2 separate regions of the Sus scrofa genome follow, and region 1 is linked to region 2. Evidence: chromatin contacts called from public Hi-C data. All regions are on one chromosome and are shown on one strand. The core of a region is the stretch at or near the end of the contact, and the rest is flanking DNA. Distances in the headings are between cores, read along the strand shown. Region 1 overlaps HMGN5 (high mobility group nucleosome-binding domain-containing protein 5). Region 2 holds the start of BRWD3 (bromodomain and WD repeat-containing protein 3).

Region 1 (3,913 bases), core at 395-2,894, 150 kb after region 2:
TGAGAGTGATCATTGGCATACCATATTGGTACTCATATGGTGCAAATATACTAACTAGCATTTAGTTTTTAACTGTTTATGTGTCTTAAGTTTATAAAACAAGGGATTTTTTTTTCAGGGAGATTCTAAAACTAAAGAAACTCACCTCCTGCTTCATATCACCTTGACCTGCAGCCTATACAAGGGAGAAAACCACAGAGAAATAAGATCATCGATATAAACATACAGATCTGAAAAAATTGCTTATGGATTACAGTTGCAACATAAAAGTTTATGACTTTTTCCTGGATTCCTGCTCAAGTAGCCACCTGTTACTGCTTAGTAGAATGCTACATACTGCTGTCTGCCAACGTGAAAATATTAGTAAGATGCAAATGAACTCTCGAGACATAAAATTATACAGCTGATAGCTCATTTCATCCTTTTGTGTAAATTGCATATCCTAAAAGCAAACTTTTTAAATTTTAAAATCCACGTGTTGTAGCCAGAGTTAAAGCTAAAAAGTGTGGGGGGGCGGGGAGAATGAAGGCGGAGCTTCATGCAATTTCCTTGTCTGTTTAGCCTTATGCTTGAGATGCAACTGTATTTATCTGACCCTCTCTCATGACTGGACTATTCTCTCCTCCAAGTTCTGCGTACAAGAACTACAATCCCCACAATGCCTTGAGGGGGGAAACCCTCTTTGTTACAACGTCAATGCGTTATTCAGAGAAGCCGGCTGAGGATTTTAAAACTTCCCGCCACTACCTGCAACAAGGTTGTTGTCAGCTCTGTAAAATATAACAAGACCCAATGCACAAGCCTAGAAAAGCACAGCGGCGGGAATCTCAGGAAGGGAGATGGTGATTAGAAACCATTTCTTTCCGTCTCCGAGCAGCCTTTTAGGCTGGGAATGATCAAGCTATTGCACAATCTATACAACCCCAGAGCACCTGAGAATTTCGGTCTTATTCCTATGTTCTAAAAATAGGGAAGGTGGACAGATAAACAGGAATAATACCAAAACAATCTTAATGCCTTACATTAACACAGTGTTTTACAATTTTATCAAGCAACGTTTTACAATTTTATCAAGCAAAGAAACAGCGATCGATTTCACTTCTAAGGGACCTCCCCCCAAAACAAACACCGAGCGCGAATTTATTTCCCATCCAAGGGAGGAGCCACGAATTTTTAAATGAGGGCTTGCAGAAGACTTGTAGCCCTTGAATAGCTCATATCAATTCTGCATGTCTAACGTGCACAAATCCTTGCTACACCAACATCAGCAATAGTTGACGGGACGCACGTCTATTATCGTTCTTCCACCTTTAGACAGTGAACTTGGAGAGTCCCAGATCTCTCAGCCTTAAAGTTGCTAATTACAGCGGTGGATCGCTCCCTTCTCTAGGACAGTTTGATGTCTGCGCCACCTAATGGCATAGGACTACCATTGCATAGCCATCTGGCATGACATGAAGTGGAGGAGGGAAAAAGAAGGAAAAAGAAAACGGGAAGAACAAAGGCAAATACGGGAGAAAGCCATGGCTTTCGTTTCGAGCCAGGATGGTTCCTGGAGAAAAGCTGGAGGCTGAGGAGGAAACTAGTGCCTGGAAGTGTGGTTGGGAGAAGTGTTCTCCAATAGGGTAAGCGGAGGAAGGGGGGTGGGGTAGGAAGCGACAGCAAAGCGCTATGGCTGTTAGTAATTCAGCATGGAGACACCTTTCAAGCAATTCTTTCCTTTACACAAAACAAGCCAAAAGTGAACTACTAGTTGCATGAGAGACCATCCTCAAACTTACACCAACCGTTCTTTGCCCTTCCCTTCTCTCCCCTTCCATTCAACACATCACAAAATCGAACTTGAAGCCAAAATGCTTCTTTAAAAAAATCCTCTGCTTATTAGGAAATATGTATTTCAGTCGCCTATCCCCTTTCTACCTTCCTATTTCACTTACCTTTCTTTTGGGCATTGTTGCAGCTCTCTATAGGAGATCTTAGTCGGCAGAAAAAAAGCCGAAAGCAGTCTCTACCCGACCGCTCGGAAAGCAACTGAGTTTTCAATGAACTAATTGCAGCACGACCTGTACTAGCCTAAAAAAAAAAAAAAAAAACCCTCGTTATTGGCAACATTAAACGCTCCCAAGACCCAACCAAGCTACGTGAATGGTTAGCTGGAGTGGGAGCAAGATCAGAGTGACAGGCTGTCAGACCAATAAGGGGAGGTGGCCAGTTCAGGGGGCGTGTCCCACGGACTTGCCCGAAGCCTTCTTATGCTGCCTGCTGGGACCACTGGTGGGGTAGAGGAGATTTTGGACTTAATAGAGGCAAAGTGCTGAAGCATAAAACTAGCAGGAAAGCCGGAATTGTTTTGATCGTTTTTTTTTTTCCCTTTTTTTGTCGTAATGACGGGCGAAAGTCACTGGACTTGCTTTCTCCACAGTCTCCAAAAACCCCACTTTACTTCTTCCTGGCGGGAAAGTGCTTTAGAGATATGATTGAGCCCAGGCTCTAGTCTTTGCCTTCTGCCTTTGACAGGAGGATGGAGATGAATTAAGTGGAGCACTCATTCAGAAAGTAGAAAAGAGTGGAGTTGTTTCTGAGGTTGTGAGAACTTTCCAACTTTCCGCCAAAGCACAATTGTGGTCCTGGCAGGATCAGGGTGTCAAAAGGGCTTGTCTACCCAAATGGAGAGTAGCAACAAAACTGGGAGCTTTGAGAACAGGAGGCACCTGAAGGTGAGGACACCTGATAGATACCATTTTCCCACTTGATGGGAGTCCATTAAGAATTCCATGGGGGAGTTCCCGTCGTGGCGCAGTGGTTAACGAATCCGACTAGGAACCATGAGGTTGCGGGTTCGATCCCTGCCCTTGCTCAGTGGGTTAACGATCTGGCGTTGCCGTGAGCTGTGGTGTAGGTTGCAGACGCGGCTCGGATCCCGCGTTGCTGTGGCTCTGGCGTAGGCCGGTGGCTATGGCTCCGATTCGACCCCTAGCCTGGGAACCTCCATATGCCGCAGGGGCGGCTCAAGAAATAGCAAACAGACAAAAAAAAAAAAAAAAAAAGAATTCCATGGGACCCCGTGTAAAGTTTGTAATAATAGAGGTCTATCCAGAGGAAAAGTGCTGATACAATGGATTATGAATCCAAAGGTGGCATTTAGTGAAGGAACTCAGGAAGGTACCATTCATTAAAGTGTTTAGGACTTAGAAACTGCACAAGCATAAAGCCATTAAAGCACTTACCTCTAGTGCAAATTTAAGGATGTACCCCAAACTCAGAAGATTTGGGGTGAGGCAATTGAGGTGAATCATGCAAATGCAGGGTAGGATCCTGTTTTTACTAAAAATTGATATTTTGTTCATCGCGAACTTTTTTTCATTAATTAGATCTTTCCTTTTTGGGGGGCGGGGGCACACCTGTGGCATATGGAAGTTCCCATGCTACCAGTGGAATAGGAGCTGCAGCTGCTGGCCTATGCCATAGTCATAGCAATGTGGGATCCAAGCCCAAGCTGTGACCTATGCCACAGCTCAGTCAATGCCAGATCCTTAACTCACTGAGCCAAGACAGGGATTGAAACCACATCCTCATGGATACTAGTCAGGTTCTTAACCCGCTGACCCGCAGCAGGAACTCCTAATTAGATCCTTAAAATAGTGCATTAAAGAAAAAGAATATTTATATATATTCATATATATATGGGTCACTTTGCTGTACAGTAGAAATTGACAGAACACTGTAAACCAACTATGATAGAAAAAATAAAAATCATTTAAAAAATTAAAAACAGAACTACCACAGGATCCAGAAATTCAACTTCTGAGCATTTATCCAAATAAAACAAAAATATTAATTCAAAAGTAAAAATAAAAATAAAACAGTGCATTAAATATTCATTATTGAGTTTTGGGATGCCCTTTATAATCTG
Region 2 (3,586 bases), core at 647-3,146:
GTAAATCCAAAATCGTGTTTCATCAATTCTCAAAAAGGTCATAATGCATAGTTATTACTAGTGAAATTTTAACTGCACAAATGCGATTTAATAATGATTTGATGATCTATTTTCTAAAATCTGATATACAACGATTACGCTTGTATTACATAGCTGATTGTCTAAACCTGGCAATTTTTGGAATTAGCTCGACGCTCCCTATTATTTTAATTGTGTCCTTTCTCCCTAGTCCTAGGTCCGTCAACTCCCCTCCAGAACCCCCCTCCTCCCGTGCCGCTCCCCCCACTCCCCCCCAAAAAAAAAAAAAAAGACTAAGCCTGGCCACAGTTCCCGTATTTCAATCCAGGACCAACCAGAAACCAGTTTTCTTCCACTAATCCGGAACTCCGGGCTGTTACCAACGCTGTCATTGGCCAGCGTCAGTCCTTGGTACGTGCCCCAAGATAACCCCCTGGTTTCTCTCCCTTTTCCCCCTACAATGGGCCTTTCCCGATGTTTGTAACATATTCATAATCCACAATACAGCATCTCTGATAACCAGCTCACATTCTTCAAAGTTTTCGGGTGGAAACAAACAAGGCCAAGGGTACCCTTTCTCAGACTCGCCGGGAGGGGGGAAGGGGGCAGTTCTTCAGTTTAGCACAGAGATCACTAGAGCCCTGCTGGTAGAGGGGTCGGGGGCGGGTTGGGGGAACAAGGTGGGGAGGGAGTGGAGAAAGAGTTGGGTTAAGTTGAAATGAAAACTTTACTCACCAGATCCTCGAAGCTTCTTCGGTGCTCTCTCCCCTCCCAGTCTAAGCGGCGCGGAATAAGCTGGGGACCGGAGAAAAGAAAGGGGGAGGGTGGTGGCCAACGATAAAGGCCAAGCCTCTGCTCCCCATCAACCGACCCAGCTTGAGTCCTGGTCCTCAACCCTTTAGCGTCTTTATTTTTCTTGGCCTGATAGCTGTTGTCTCAGAGCTAGAGTGTGGGGAAAGGAGGCTGGGGAGGAGAAAATCCTGAAAAACCACCTCCCACAGGCATAAAGAGGGGACCTGTTAAGACCCCTGCGATATCCGCCCCTTTGAGGAAAGAAACCGGTTCACCCCCGTTACCACAGCTAAGAGTGCCCAGATCCTAGCCTCCCTCCCGGCCCCTGCCCTCCGCCCCAGACCTGCCCTTCCTTTCCTCCAGTCTCACCCCAACCCTCCCCACTTCTTCCCGAAGGGGCTCCGTACCTGATGCTCCTCGAGCTCCTGCACTAGCACCTGAGTAAAAGGGAAACACGGATATGAGGAGCAGCTCAGGCCAACTCATTCCTTCCTCCCTCCCCAGTTCGAACCCAGCTGCTGACCGTAGGGCTAGTCAAGGACGGCCTTTCCCTCACCCACAGCGGAACCGTACTCCCCGCTGACATGATTTCCCCTTTGGGACCGTTCCTCAAGACTCTAGATCTCCTTCCCCTGCTCACCTGGGCAGATTTGTTGCAGGGTCCGGACTGCAAGAATCTAGCGATCAGGTAATACAGCTCTGAAGAAGAGGGGGAAAAAGAGGTTGAGAAGGGGGCAAAGAAGAGAAATAGAAGCTTTTTCAAAAGAAACTGACAGTCGTCGCGCTAAGCCCCCATCCCCTTAGCCTCCGGACACAGCTACCCACCGGCTTCAATCTGGGTAGGTGCCGCCGCCATCCTTTTCCCGAGGGGTTTTGGGGGCTTCGTTCTGGAGGGGCTGGCGGGAGCGGGTGGGGGCGCTGCCTCTATTGTGGTGAAGCCCCCATGCCCAGGAGTCCCGCCGCTTCCGCCGCACTCCCCGTCCCAGTTTCGGTCTCTCTCGGATTCATCGCATCACGTTTCGACCCATAGATATTCTAGCCCAAGAGCTGAGGAGGCGGAGGAGGAAGGAGAGGGAGAGAGAGAAGAGGAGGGAGGAGCCGAAGTGGCGGAGGGGTGGGCGGGGGCAAAGGGGGTGGAGAGAGGGGAGGGTAAAAAATGTGAGAGGCCTGCAGAGTTCGTTGTTCGCCGCCAGAGGCACTGATGCACCCTCCAGTCTCCAGCTCTCTTAGAAGGCCGACGGTTGCCTAGCTACCACTCCAGGAAGGAAGGGGAGGTGCTAACTGACGGCTGACGCTCTGGCAGCCGCAGTAGAACTCGGTGGTGACGTTCCCTTCCGCGAACTCCAGAGTGGGTTGCCCTTCCTGTGAGGGTAGCCAGGCCCTTTCCTGTGGAGAACCTTACCGTCTGGCGTGGTGGTGAGGAATAGATGAGGAGCGGACTTGAATTAGCTGCTTGCTTCTATTTCCTCTCGGCACCGAAGAGGCTTTGGGTTTTTTGTCTGTCTTGCACCGAGAGGAGTCTAGCCGCTAAAGGATCTTGTGACTGAGAAAGAAAAAGGAGCCCCTACTTCGTTGTCTCTTGCTTCTCTTTAAGATGGTCTTTGTGGAGTTCCTTTGTGGCTCAGCAGGTTAAGGATCCGAGGTTGTCACTGCTGTTTTTCGGGTCACTGTTGTGGCGTGGGTTGATCCCTGGCCCCAGGAACTTACGCATGCCCCGGGTGCAGCCAAAAAAAAAAAAAAAAAAAATGATTTTTGTACCAGATGAAAATGCTGTGATACTTAGCAGTCCAGAGTGCAGGGTCCATATTGTTAAAGAAAAAGACCTGTTCTCAAAACGTCACCTGGAGTTCCTTCCCGCTGTGGTACAGTAAGTTAAGAATCCTGCTGCAGCAGCTCGGTTCTGCTGAGGTGCTGAAGCCAGATGGTGGGTACAAGGATCTGGAGTTGCCAGCAGCTGGCCCTAGAACTTGAAGAAGCCCCGCGGCGCAGCAGTTTTTTAAAAAGTCCCCTGGGGGAGTTCCCGTCGTGGCTCAGTGGTTGATGAATCCGACTGGAAACCATGGGGTTTTGGGTTCGATCCCTGGCCTTGCTCACTGGGTTAAGCATCCCGCGTTGCCATGAGCTGTGGTGTGGGTTACAGACGCGGCTCGGATTCCGCGTTGCTGTGACTCTGGCGTAGGCCAGGAGCTACAGCTCTGGTTAGACCCCTAGCCTGGGAACTTCCATGTGCCACGGGAGCGGCCCAAGAAAGACAAAATTAAAAAAAAAAAATCCCCTGGGGTGTACCCATCTAGCTCAGTGGTTGAAGAATAAAGAACCCCGCTAGTATCCATGAGGACACGGGTCGGATCCCTGGCCTTGCTCAGCGGGTTAAGGATCTGGCTTTGAGATGAGCTATGGTGTAGGTCGCAGACATGGCTGCCAGTGTTGCTGCGGCCATGGTGTAGGCTGGCAGCTGCAGCTCCAATTCAAACCCTAGCCTAGGAACTTTCATATGCCGTGGGGGTGCTGCCCTGAAAGCCAAAAAAAAAAAAAAAAAAAAATTTCAGGAGGAATTTTCAGTCAGATCAGACATGAAGCATATTATTTTTTCCCCTTCTGAATGTTTAACATGCCATATTTGTCCATTCTTATAGGAATTTTCAATTGTGTCCTCAAATACTGGCATAAACGTAAATAAGTATTTTATGTTAACCATGGGTTTTTATGTATTATTGCATATCTGTATGCAAGAGAGTTTTATGCAGGTGTGGGGCAACATGTTATTTAATATATA

What was found. Hi-C and Micro-C count contacts between places; a contact is called where the count stands out from the background.
Region 1: a Hi-C map of skeletal muscle shows a contact between it and region 2, with 4 times the contacts expected there. The contact joins the enhancer-like site here to the promoter of BRWD3 in region 2. A contact is called at or near these places in 1 of 5 promoter capture datasets (liver), 5 of 47 Hi-C or Micro-C datasets (embryonic fibroblasts, heart right ventricle, liver and 1 more) and 1 of 2 datasets of contacts at active chromatin or transcription factors (alveolar macrophages).

The regions. Positions count from the first base shown.
Region 1 is chrX:64,549,652-64,553,564 of Sscrofa11.1, forward strand. HMGN5 (high mobility group nucleosome-binding domain-containing protein 5) reads right to left here. Exons shown (of 7, transcript XM_021080700.1): 2 at 1,938-2,073; 3 at 146-175. The coding sequence starts at 1,952. Among named protein-coding and RNA genes, the nearest start is that of HMGN5, 66 kb to the right of the region's middle. Within about 2 kb of position 1,645, at least 25 of the 83 cell types and tissues checked have an H3K27ac peak or open chromatin away from gene starts, as enhancers often do. A contact at or near this core is called in alveolar macrophages and skeletal muscle, where this site is marked.
Region 2 is chrX:64,401,993-64,405,578 of Sscrofa11.1, forward strand. It overlaps BRWD3 (bromodomain and WD repeat-containing protein 3), which reads right to left and starts at 1,897. Exons shown (of 41, transcript XM_021080763.1): 1 at 1,636-1,897; 2 at 1,451-1,509; 3 at 1,218-1,247; 4 at 754-813. The coding sequence starts at 1,666.